2 separate regions of the Rattus norvegicus genome follow, and region 2 is linked to region 1. Evidence: chromatin contacts called from public Hi-C data. All regions are on one chromosome and are shown on one strand. The core of a region is the stretch at or near the end of the contact, and the rest is flanking DNA. Distances in the headings are between cores, read along the strand shown.

What was found. Hi-C and Micro-C count contacts between places; a contact is called where the count stands out from the background.
Region 2: a Hi-C map of liver shows a contact between it and region 1, with 2.4 times the contacts expected there. The contact joins the promoter of Acsl3 here to the enhancer-like site in region 1. A contact is called at or near these places in 5 of 12 Hi-C or Micro-C datasets (Schwann cells, frontal cortex, liver and 2 more).

The regions. Positions count from the first base shown.
Region 1 is chr9:87,472,536-87,477,510 of GRCr8, forward strand. All of the region lies in intron 1 of LOC134480390 (a long non-coding RNA gene), which reads right to left. Among named protein-coding and RNA genes, the nearest start is that of Mogat1, 46 kb to the left of the region's middle. Within about 2 kb of position 1,791, at least 22 of the 93 cell types and tissues checked have an H3K27ac peak or open chromatin away from gene starts, as enhancers often do. A contact at or near this core is called in liver, where this site is marked.
Region 2 is chr9:87,561,653-87,566,456 of GRCr8, forward strand. It overlaps Acsl3 (acyl-CoA synthetase long-chain family member 3), which reads left to right and starts at 1,949. Exons shown (of 15, transcript NM_057107.2): 1 at 1,949-2,169.

The DNA of each region.
Region 1 (4,975 bases), core at 541-3,040:
TGCATTGTCTCCTTGCTCTTGACTGTGACTAGCTGCTTTTGCCTTAACTTCCCTGGAATGACAGGCTGTACCCTGGAACCATATAATTAAATTAAACCCTTTCTCCCTAAAGTTGCTTTTCATCAGAATTTCACAACAATAGAAATGAACCAAGAAAATGGGCTCTGCCAGAGATCTTCTCATTTAGTTCCAAATTTAATTTTCCAACATTTAGTACTAAGTTTGCCAAAAGGGCCTACAATGTTGACACAAGAATTAAATGTGACCTACTTAAGAGTTAGATTTCTCTTTTCTCTTAATCATGTTCCATGGAAATTCTTAAGAGTTTTCTTGGAGTGAGGCTCAACCAGGTAAATAGTTTGTCTTGTCTTTAAAATAATCATATGGCTTTAGGTTAAAGAGGCAGAATCAAGGCCAGTGTATGCTGCCTGGCTACCCTATCCCAAAGAGAAGGAGAGGGAGAGAGAGAGAGAGAGAAAGAGAGAGAGAGGGGGGGGGGGTTTATTGGGCTCCCCCCTCAGCATCTCTTCTAGCCTGCTGTCAGCATTATATAAGTAAAGAGGCTGCCCAGATCCCTGTCACTCAAAACATTACCCACTAGCACCCCTGGCTTCTTGAACACAGGAAGTGTACTAGTTCCATTTAGCTCTGTTGAGAGATGCTGCAAAATACTCATGGGATTTTGGAGTCTTGCTAAAAAGTAGAAACTACAAAATTGCTCATTAGTTAAGAATTGACAATCGTATGCCAGAAGGGAAAAAACAAAATATTAATTCAAATTAATTTCATGCGCTTCTTTTATTCTTGCTTGAGAAGACGAGTGGAAAATTTTAAATAATTTTAAATAAATACCCTCATGGCTCACATTCTATTCTAAAGTACGCTGCTCTCTGGAAGGCACTGGCTATTCTTAGCACCTCTCCTTTGTTGTTTCCTTCGGCAGATTAAGCTGCTATTTGGGGGTTTAGGGAGGATTTCCCAGCAGGATGGAGGAGGTGTCTCTGCAGGCCAGGGTGTTATACCCAACCCTAATGCCAAAGACTTAACTGGGCTAATCCGTTTGAGCTGGAATTTAACAGCTTTGGTCATTAGCCAAGTCTTGGCCTTTGCAAACCCTACCTGTGTCTTTAGATTATATCTTAGGGAATTAAAAAAGGAGAATGAAAGACTGAAAGGAAGAAAACCAGATCCTCACTTCACATCCTGGGATGATGGTCCAGAGTTACAGGGTTCTAAATTTATCTTGAGTTTACCTGGATAGCAAGCTGAGAGCTATTTCAGGGCTTGCCTTTGTCTATAATGGAACTGTCGGTGGCTACGAACGACCTTCTTTCTTTTTACAGCTACAGTTGAAAGGCTGGAAAAGTACATTTGCTTTGGAGAGGTTGAGAGACAGATCGAAGCCCTGCGGGGAGTATCCAGTTACCTCCTCCAGCTGGGAAAAAGACTGCTGGTCCAGGATGGGATTTCAGCCCTTAAAGTTACATAAGCAAACAGCCGATCCATTCCATGCAATGATAATTATATGAAAAGGGCCAAATAGATCCAGGTCAGCTCCTTGCTAGAGATGGAGAGGCAGAGGCTGAGGTTGGGCTGAGAGAGGTCACTGTCCTTTGTCAGCAGTTGGTACAGTGGGACGAAACCTCACAGATTACCTAGCCCGGGGGTGGGGGGCAGGGTGGGGGGAGGCACTGTGCTCTGGATATTAGAATTACCTGGGGACTGTTAACGATCGCCAGGTTTAAAGCTGAACTCCAGACCAATGAAGTCATCGGCGTTTGGAAAGTTTCCCAGGTCATTCCAATGCTCAGCCAAGTTCGTAAACCGCAGATCTAGGTCACCCCTTGTTTTTGTGACACAGAGATACAAAAGATCAGGGGACACAGCTTCAAGTTCCTCCAGCTGTCAAGTGGCAGAAGAGGGACAACTCCCTTCTTTCCTCGCCTTTGACTTTATAGTCTCCTTTTCCCATGGTCTCAGCTCACCACTCTTCGGTGACATAGACCTTACCCTACATCCCTTCAAAATGGTTCCCCAGATCTTTGCAGAACTATCTCAGCTTCCACTCTTGAGGCCATTGTCAACTGCAAGCAATGTTTCAACAATCGAAAACACATTATTGTCTTTCTTTTGGGCACGTCTCAGGCTCTCAAATCAAGGGGATGTGTCCTAGCTGCCATCCCACATCTTATTTACCAGGGTCTCTGCTCTCCTGGAAAGACCCATAAATATGCCTAGTCTGGGTGGGTTTATTCTTAGCAGTAACACTGAGTATCTTCTGGGCAGTATAGCTAGCCCTCTGTTATCCACAAGGTCTACTTCCACACAGCCAACTTACCTTGAAAATATTCAGAAAAAAATCAGGACCTGGTGGTTCATCTCTGTAATCCCAGCCCTTAGAAGACTAAATCAGGATAGTTACAGATAGGAAATTGAGGCTAGCCTGGGCTATATAGCAAGTCTAAAGCAAGTCTGGTCTATATATGCTTAGCTACATACTGAATATCTTTCTCTCTCTCTCTCTCTCTCTCTCTCTCTTCCTCTCTCTCTCTCTCTCTCTCTCTCTCTCTCTCTCACACACACACACACACACACACTAATCCCCTGTAAAAATAATTTCAAAATCTATCTGTATATAACATTTACAAACATTTTCCTCTTTTTCAAAAAATATGTGGAAGTATGTGGTGTATATTGAATATATCTTCCCCATATCTACCGACTTCCCTCCCTTTCCTCTCCCCTCTCCCTCCCATTAGTCACATCTGTTGCCCTAGATACTTTGCCTGGTCTTCTATCGTGCATGTACACATACATGATTATATGTATTTATATAAAACCAAGGAACCACAAATGAGGCTAGTTTATACAATTCTCCACAATCCCATTTACTTTCCTGCAAATGACATAATTTCTTTCTTCTTTATGACTTAAAAGAGTTCCAGTATATATATCCAACTTCTTTTGTCATTATTCTAAGCAGCCTGGTTGAAACTCTTTTGTGACATTTACACTTACATTGTACAGGAACTTTAAGTACTCTGTGTGTGATTTGAAGGGAAGATGAACATAAATCATATGCAAACAGTACCCATTTTTATATAGAGGACTTGAGCACAAACAAATTTGAGAACTCGCAGTCCTAAACTCAGTCATTCCCAGATACCAAGGGATGACTGTGGTCAACATTCATTAACTTTGAGAACTATGACTTCCAGTTCACTCTTGCAAACCACCTCTGTTCTTCTTCTACACAGGGCTCATTGGCTGTAAGTTTGACTTCTGTACTATTTAAAGAGACGACAATTTCTGTCATGATTCAGAATGTCCTTAGATAGATGATATAGTGTGATTATATTAAGAAAGCATCCCGCAGGAAAAAAAAAAAGAAGCGTTTACTGCCAATAAAAATCAAATTGCAATTGTTCTTGTAGCTGAAAAGATTAATGATGTGTTCATTAAAGAAAAGAATTCCCAAGTGAATGATATCACATATACAAATGAATGATATCACATATACAAATGAATGATATTGCATGTACAAATGAATGATATTGCATGTACAAATGAATGATATTGCATGTACAAATGAATGATATTGCATGTACAAATGAATGCAGCAGGTACTCCAGGCTAGGATTCTAGTGACCAGAGAATCTGTGGGTTTATATAAGAACTGACCCTGTAAATAGTCAGAAGTCATGGCAATTCTTAAGGGCCTGCATAGAAAATCGTAATACACATATTCCTTATGAGATTCAGATCAGTACTGGCCGTGTGCAAGGACTAGAATCTGGGTTTTGGGGGATGTTTTCTGATGGGAGTGTCTGTATTACTTGGAAGCTAAGACGAGGGCTAAATTGCAGGTTCTGCAGCCCAGACTTGCTACCAAAGCTTCACAGGAATGAATCTGCATTTCAACAAGGTCCCTGGGGAATTCAAACGCACAACTTTTGAAGAATTGGTGTTGTCTTCAGTTTGCTATAGAGTGTCGGGAGACAAGAAAGTTCAGGAGCAGGTGTTTGTGTCTGCTAAGGACATCTTTGTTACATGTTGGGTGGCATTGGAAGGACAGGGAGGATCGGAGTACAAGAGACAGTGGGGCTCGAGGCTTGACTCAGCCTATTCTGCTCTCGTGATAATTAGCGCCGTGTGGATAGCGGCATGAATTCATCCATGGTAGCAGAACCTATTCACTTATCCTGTTCACATCTTTAAGGTCCACTCGGTAGTGCTTTGTGTCAATTGAATTTTAACATAAGTGTTGGGGATGCAGCTCAGTTGTTAGAGTATCAGCCCACACACAAAACTTTTGTGTGTTTGACCTCTAGTGCACACAAAGGAAGAGGTGCTGGCTGGTTCGTGCATACTGGTAATTCCTACTTTTGGGTAGTGGGGATAGGAGGATGAGAAATCCAAGATTATCCTTAGCTGATAGCAAGCGCAAGGCCAACCTGGGCTACTTGAGACCCAATCTCAACAAACAAATGAACAGTTCCAAACATACAATGTTTTGACATAATTTTTGGGACAGATCATTGAAATCACAGCAGAGGGTCTAGCCTGAGACTAGATTTCTAGACGTGGGGTTCGCAAGTGAGGACAAATCAGGGGATTCAAAAGAGACTTCTCATCACGTTTTGGTTTCTTTGCCTGGAATATGCATTAAGTGTACACAAGACAAGTTAACAGGAAAAGAGCCATAATTACATTTGTATGTATAGGAATTCCTGGGACCGGAAGGACTGCAGAAGGGCCAGGTGACTGAAGCTGAGGCAGCTGGCTGAGACACACACACACACAGACACACACACACACACACACACACACACACAAATACATATATATGCATAGACAAAGGGGGAGGGGGCTCGCAGCTGACTGAGACACACACACACAATCACTCACACACACACACACACACACACACACACACACACACACACAAAGGGGCAGGAAGCTTCTCGCAGTAGTC
Region 2 (4,804 bases), core at 699-3,198, 89 kb after region 1:
GTGTGTGTGTGTGTGTGTGTGTGTGTGTGTACATATTCATTGTGTTGAGACAGGATTTCAAAAAAGGGTCTTCCGGCTGGCCTGGACCTTACTGAGTACACTAGGCAGGCCTCAAATTTAGAGATCTATCTGCCTCTGTCTTCCAAATACTAAGATTAAAGTTGTGTGTCATCACTGCTGCTGTTTTTAAAACAACAATCTTAAATAAACCTAGGTGAGGCAGGAAGATTGTCTGGAGTTCCAGGTTAGCCTATGGGCATAGTGTAAGGCCCTGTTACCAGGCATAGACAAAGCCTAAAGCAGTTTATCACACCTGTAATCCTAGACTCACTGAATTCTAGGCCACCCTGGTCTACATAGTAAAACCCAGGCCTGTCTGAGCTACATGAGATCTTGGCTGCCACTCTCCCACAAAGAACTAAACAACCATACAAAGAAAACACAATGATTTCTGTTTAGCTAGTCTTAAACAGCAAACAATATTCCAATTCAGCATTTGAATTTCAAGAGTATTTTCTGTTAGGTGTAAATATATGCCCATAAATATTGTTTAGCCTAGAGAGAGATAACAAAGAAAGACGTCCCCGGAATTCTACACGTGTTCTATATTCATTAGCCGGGGAGGAAGGTTCAGTATTAGTTTTCCTGTCTTGAAGTTGCTTAGTTTTTCTTGAGGTTCGCAGTTTTGAATTACCACTTCTAAGGTGTACATCCCTCCATAGACTGGAAATTCTGCATTCCTTTTATTGGCAGGGTTTTCTTGGGAAGATTAAGAGCCACGGAAATATGGCATTCCTAGTAGGAACAGGTTGCTTGAGTCAAACACTATCCGTTCTTCTAGGCAGTTACAGTGGCCAGGGGCGGCCCAAGGTGAGTGATGAGCTGGCTTTGGAGTGCATCATGGCTCCACCTAGCTCAAGTTCTGACAGCTTCCTGAGTGTTTTTAGACTATCCCGGGAGGTGAGTCTCTCTCTCTCTCTCTGCCTTAGCTTGAGGCTAGCTCAGCCACTCGACCTTTCACCTACTTAAAGAAAGTTCTCAGACCAACTAAATCATAGGTTGGATTACGAAGAAAACAAACCACTCTGCTATGAACAGTCCCTTTCTAATATTACACTGCAGTGGCTGATTTAGTCATTTGTGTTTTGCTGGGTGTATATTTTTTTGAATGGGGAGAGGCCGTTGTAAAATAAATGCCTACATCCTGGTGTAGTGTCCAAGAGGATCTATACAATGGCAAACTAAACACACACACATTTCTCGTTCATAAAGGTTATTTTTGAGTCAAGTTTCATCCTTCGGAAACATGAAACCTGGGGTGTGAGAAGATTTAGGAGTAAACGGGATACACGCTGCATTAAACGAAGCCCATGCAAGAGAAATAATACAGGGCCAGCTTTGAGCTTTTGAGCCTTTTCCCTCCACAAGCATTTCCAAACGTCATTTCTTTTGCCTTGCAAGATTTGCTAGAAATTCGTGTTCAAACTAGGCTAACGAATCCAGTCCAGAGAAGGATGAAAAAAAAAAAAAAAAAGAAAACCAAGCACGCTATTTCTTGCTTTATATTGAGATTTATGCGTCGCAGCAGTGAAAGCGGGTTTTGCAGTTCTCAGCGGGAGCACCCTGGACGCCTCCGGTCCTCCCGCACAACGCCCCAGCCTGGCTCCCCTCTGCAGCTGCAGTAGCTGCCTGTCCGCCCGCCGCTCCCCTCCCCAAGGGATCCATCCCCCGCCCTGCGAGGGCCCCAGCCGGGTCCAGCCGGCGGCGGCTCCGCAGAATGACCCATAGTAACCTCGCTCCGCCCCTGCCGCCAGCGCCGCGCTCCCCAGGCCCGCATTTGATAGGCCGAATCCCGCACGCGCCACCGCCCGCGGGCCAATGGGCGGCGGTCTCTTTGCATATTCAACGAGCGCCAGCCCGGGATGCGCGTCCTGGACTGCGGCTCAACAGACGCTGCTCAGCTGGCGCCCGGGGATCGACGCTGCGGTTGTGGCCGCGGCCGCGGACTCTGACGGGGAGGCGGCGGCAGAGCGGGAGGCTGAGCCGGCGGCGGGCGGTCTTCCCCGTCTCGCAGGACAGCCCCGGCAGCTGCGTCAGGGTCCTGAGGAGGTGGCGCTGAGCGGGAGCCGCTCCGGGAAGCAGCCAGGCCTGCGTGGGTCGGAGCCCGCGGTGAGTGTGCGCTGCGCCCGTTGTGAGGCGATGAGGGTCGCGGGATGGCGGCCAGGCCTCCTTCCCCCGCCCCCCCCACTCGGCGTGCAAGCGACTCGCCAGTGTCTGAGGAGACGCCTGGGCCTCTGGGTGATGGGCCGTGGCGGGGGTCGGGGAAGGGGGGTTGGTGGAGGGTGAGTGGCGAGTAGGGCGTCCGCGTGGGTTCGGGGAAACCGCCGGCGTGGAGCCGCGGGCGCGGGAGGAAAGATGCATCGCGGCCTCCGCCGCGGGCGCGGGCACGTGGGTGGGGTCGTCCCGCTCCACACGGCCTCGCGGCGTCCGTGGGAGGAACCAGCGCCCAGCGGGACCCCGAAAACTGTGGGCGTGGGGCAGAAACTGCGGGTGCGGGGCGGTGGGACTAGCGTGGGGAACCTCTGTTTTCCCCTCCTCTAAGTGCGTTTTAGTCTTACACGAGTCACTCACGCGATGCACACACAGGCAGCCCCGGGGTTCAGGTGTGATCAAGTGAAGGGATTTCACAGGTGAAGATCCAACTGAGTGGACCATTCTAGTTCTACAACAGGCATTCCGGTCACTTCTGCATAGAGCCTCTCAAATTAGAAAGGGCAGGACAAATTTTTTGGGGGGGATCCTTTAGAAACTAGAGAGGGGGCAGGCTTAATGATAACTGCCCAGGATGACTGAGCTGGCATTTATCGAGCTTTTATTAGACAGGACACCCCAAGAACTTTGTGCATGGCTATGTTTGCATTGTTAGTCCAGTCCACCAGGACGGGCAAATTCTCATTTTACAGCGAGAGAACCTGCACTGTGGACACTTTAACTTAGCCCAGATCTGAGCTAGTAGGAGAAGCTGGAGCCCCAGGAGGGCCTGTCTGAGTCCAGAACACTTAGCATCTGATGGCTTTAGTAGCATGCAGCCCTCTTTGCTGTTCGAGTGGTTTCCATCGTGGCTTTGGGTTTTTAGGTTCTTTTGGGTCTTAGGGTTTCTGCAGAGCAGTACTTGGGTGGTTTTTTTTTGTTTTTTTTTTTTTTTGTTTTTTTTTTTTTTTTCAGTTTGTTTTAGGCTGCTTTGTGTGCCCACGTTGGTTCTGAGTGTTGTTGAAGGGTGCTGCTGAGTTACCCCTAAAAGCGCATGAACAGCTTATTACAGAGAGAGAGTGAGTGTTGGGACTTGAGAGTGCGTTTTCTGGCGTCTCCCTGAGCACCCCTCACATGTAGAGTTGTGCGCAGGCTGATTAAATTTTCTTAGTCGCTGATTCTTCTGTCATAAAATGCCTTGACTGCAGTGTGGCCACAGGAGAGGGTCCCCTGGTGTCTTTGGAGTCCAGTTACTGGATTTGTAGGACATTTGAGCCGAGTGGCAGGTATCCTGTGAGTCCCAAGATGTCATCCTTGAAGAAGGCAAAGAAAGAAGGACACAGTGAAGGACATTGTGAGGGGGAACACGACTAGCGCAGGCCTTCCTGATTCAGTTAATTGCTCACTGAGAGCCTTCTCATTGAGTTATGTCAGGTACCTTGGCAGGTGCTGGGAAACACAACAGGGACATAGTCGTCGTGTCCCTGTGCCCTCAGGCTGGAATTAGACTACACACCAGCCAATGATCTCGTAGATAAATGGGTGATTGCAAGTATGTTACATGCAATAAAGGTGAGGTATTGAGTGATTGAAGATTATAATAAGAGATTTACATGCAAATTCAGGGAGCTGCTTTTTAAAAACTGACTGAGATTTTTTCCTAGATGTTGAATTTGTTCTGAGGCAGTAATTAAATGTACATAGAGCAAGAGCTTCAGAACTTTTGAGCAACTATAATTTTTATATCTCAATATATTTCCCACCAGATTGTCATTTCAGCTCAAGTTGCAAAGCATCTGAATGAGATAGTGAATATTCCCAAGCATTCATTCTGGCTGCCTTTAGGGTGCTTAAAGTTTAAGTATTCCTGTAGAACTTGATTTTTGCCTGATGAATAGTTCAGAAGCAAGAATCTTTCATATGGACTGAGGATTTGAAGGTGTGATTTAGACATCCCAACCCACAACACCCACCACACTCCCAGCTCGGTCCTCAGTGATAGGCTTTTCTGATTTTCAATAGGTATCATAATTTTCTAACGTATTCAGTGTGGTTTCTATTCTACTTGGTAACTTAATATAAAAATTTTAGCTCTAAGCTGGGTTGGGTGGCTCACCTTTTATCCCAGCGCTTAGGAGGCAGAGGTAGTTGGGTCTTTGAGTTTAAGGCCAGCCTAGATAGCCAGAACCACATAATAAAAAAAATCCCAACAACTAAATAAACAACTTTCAGTTCTTAGGAAGCAAGAAAAACCATGCATGAATTGGGGAACTGTTGACTATATAAATATTTAGTCAAACACTTGTGAAGGCAGTTGTAATACTTTGATTGGATATCGTCCTTTTGTGCATACTGTATAGAATAAGTGCAAAGATGTGCTTAACAGAGTCCCTGCTTTGAAAAATTCATATTATTTTTTCATAGCACTGTCAATGTGATAGATTAGCTGAGTCTTTAAAGAGAGTAATATGATAAGTAGAAATTCAAGAAAGTGGAGATGTTAGAAGTAAAGCTGTCATGGCATGGTGATAAATATGAGCTAAGAGGAGAAGGT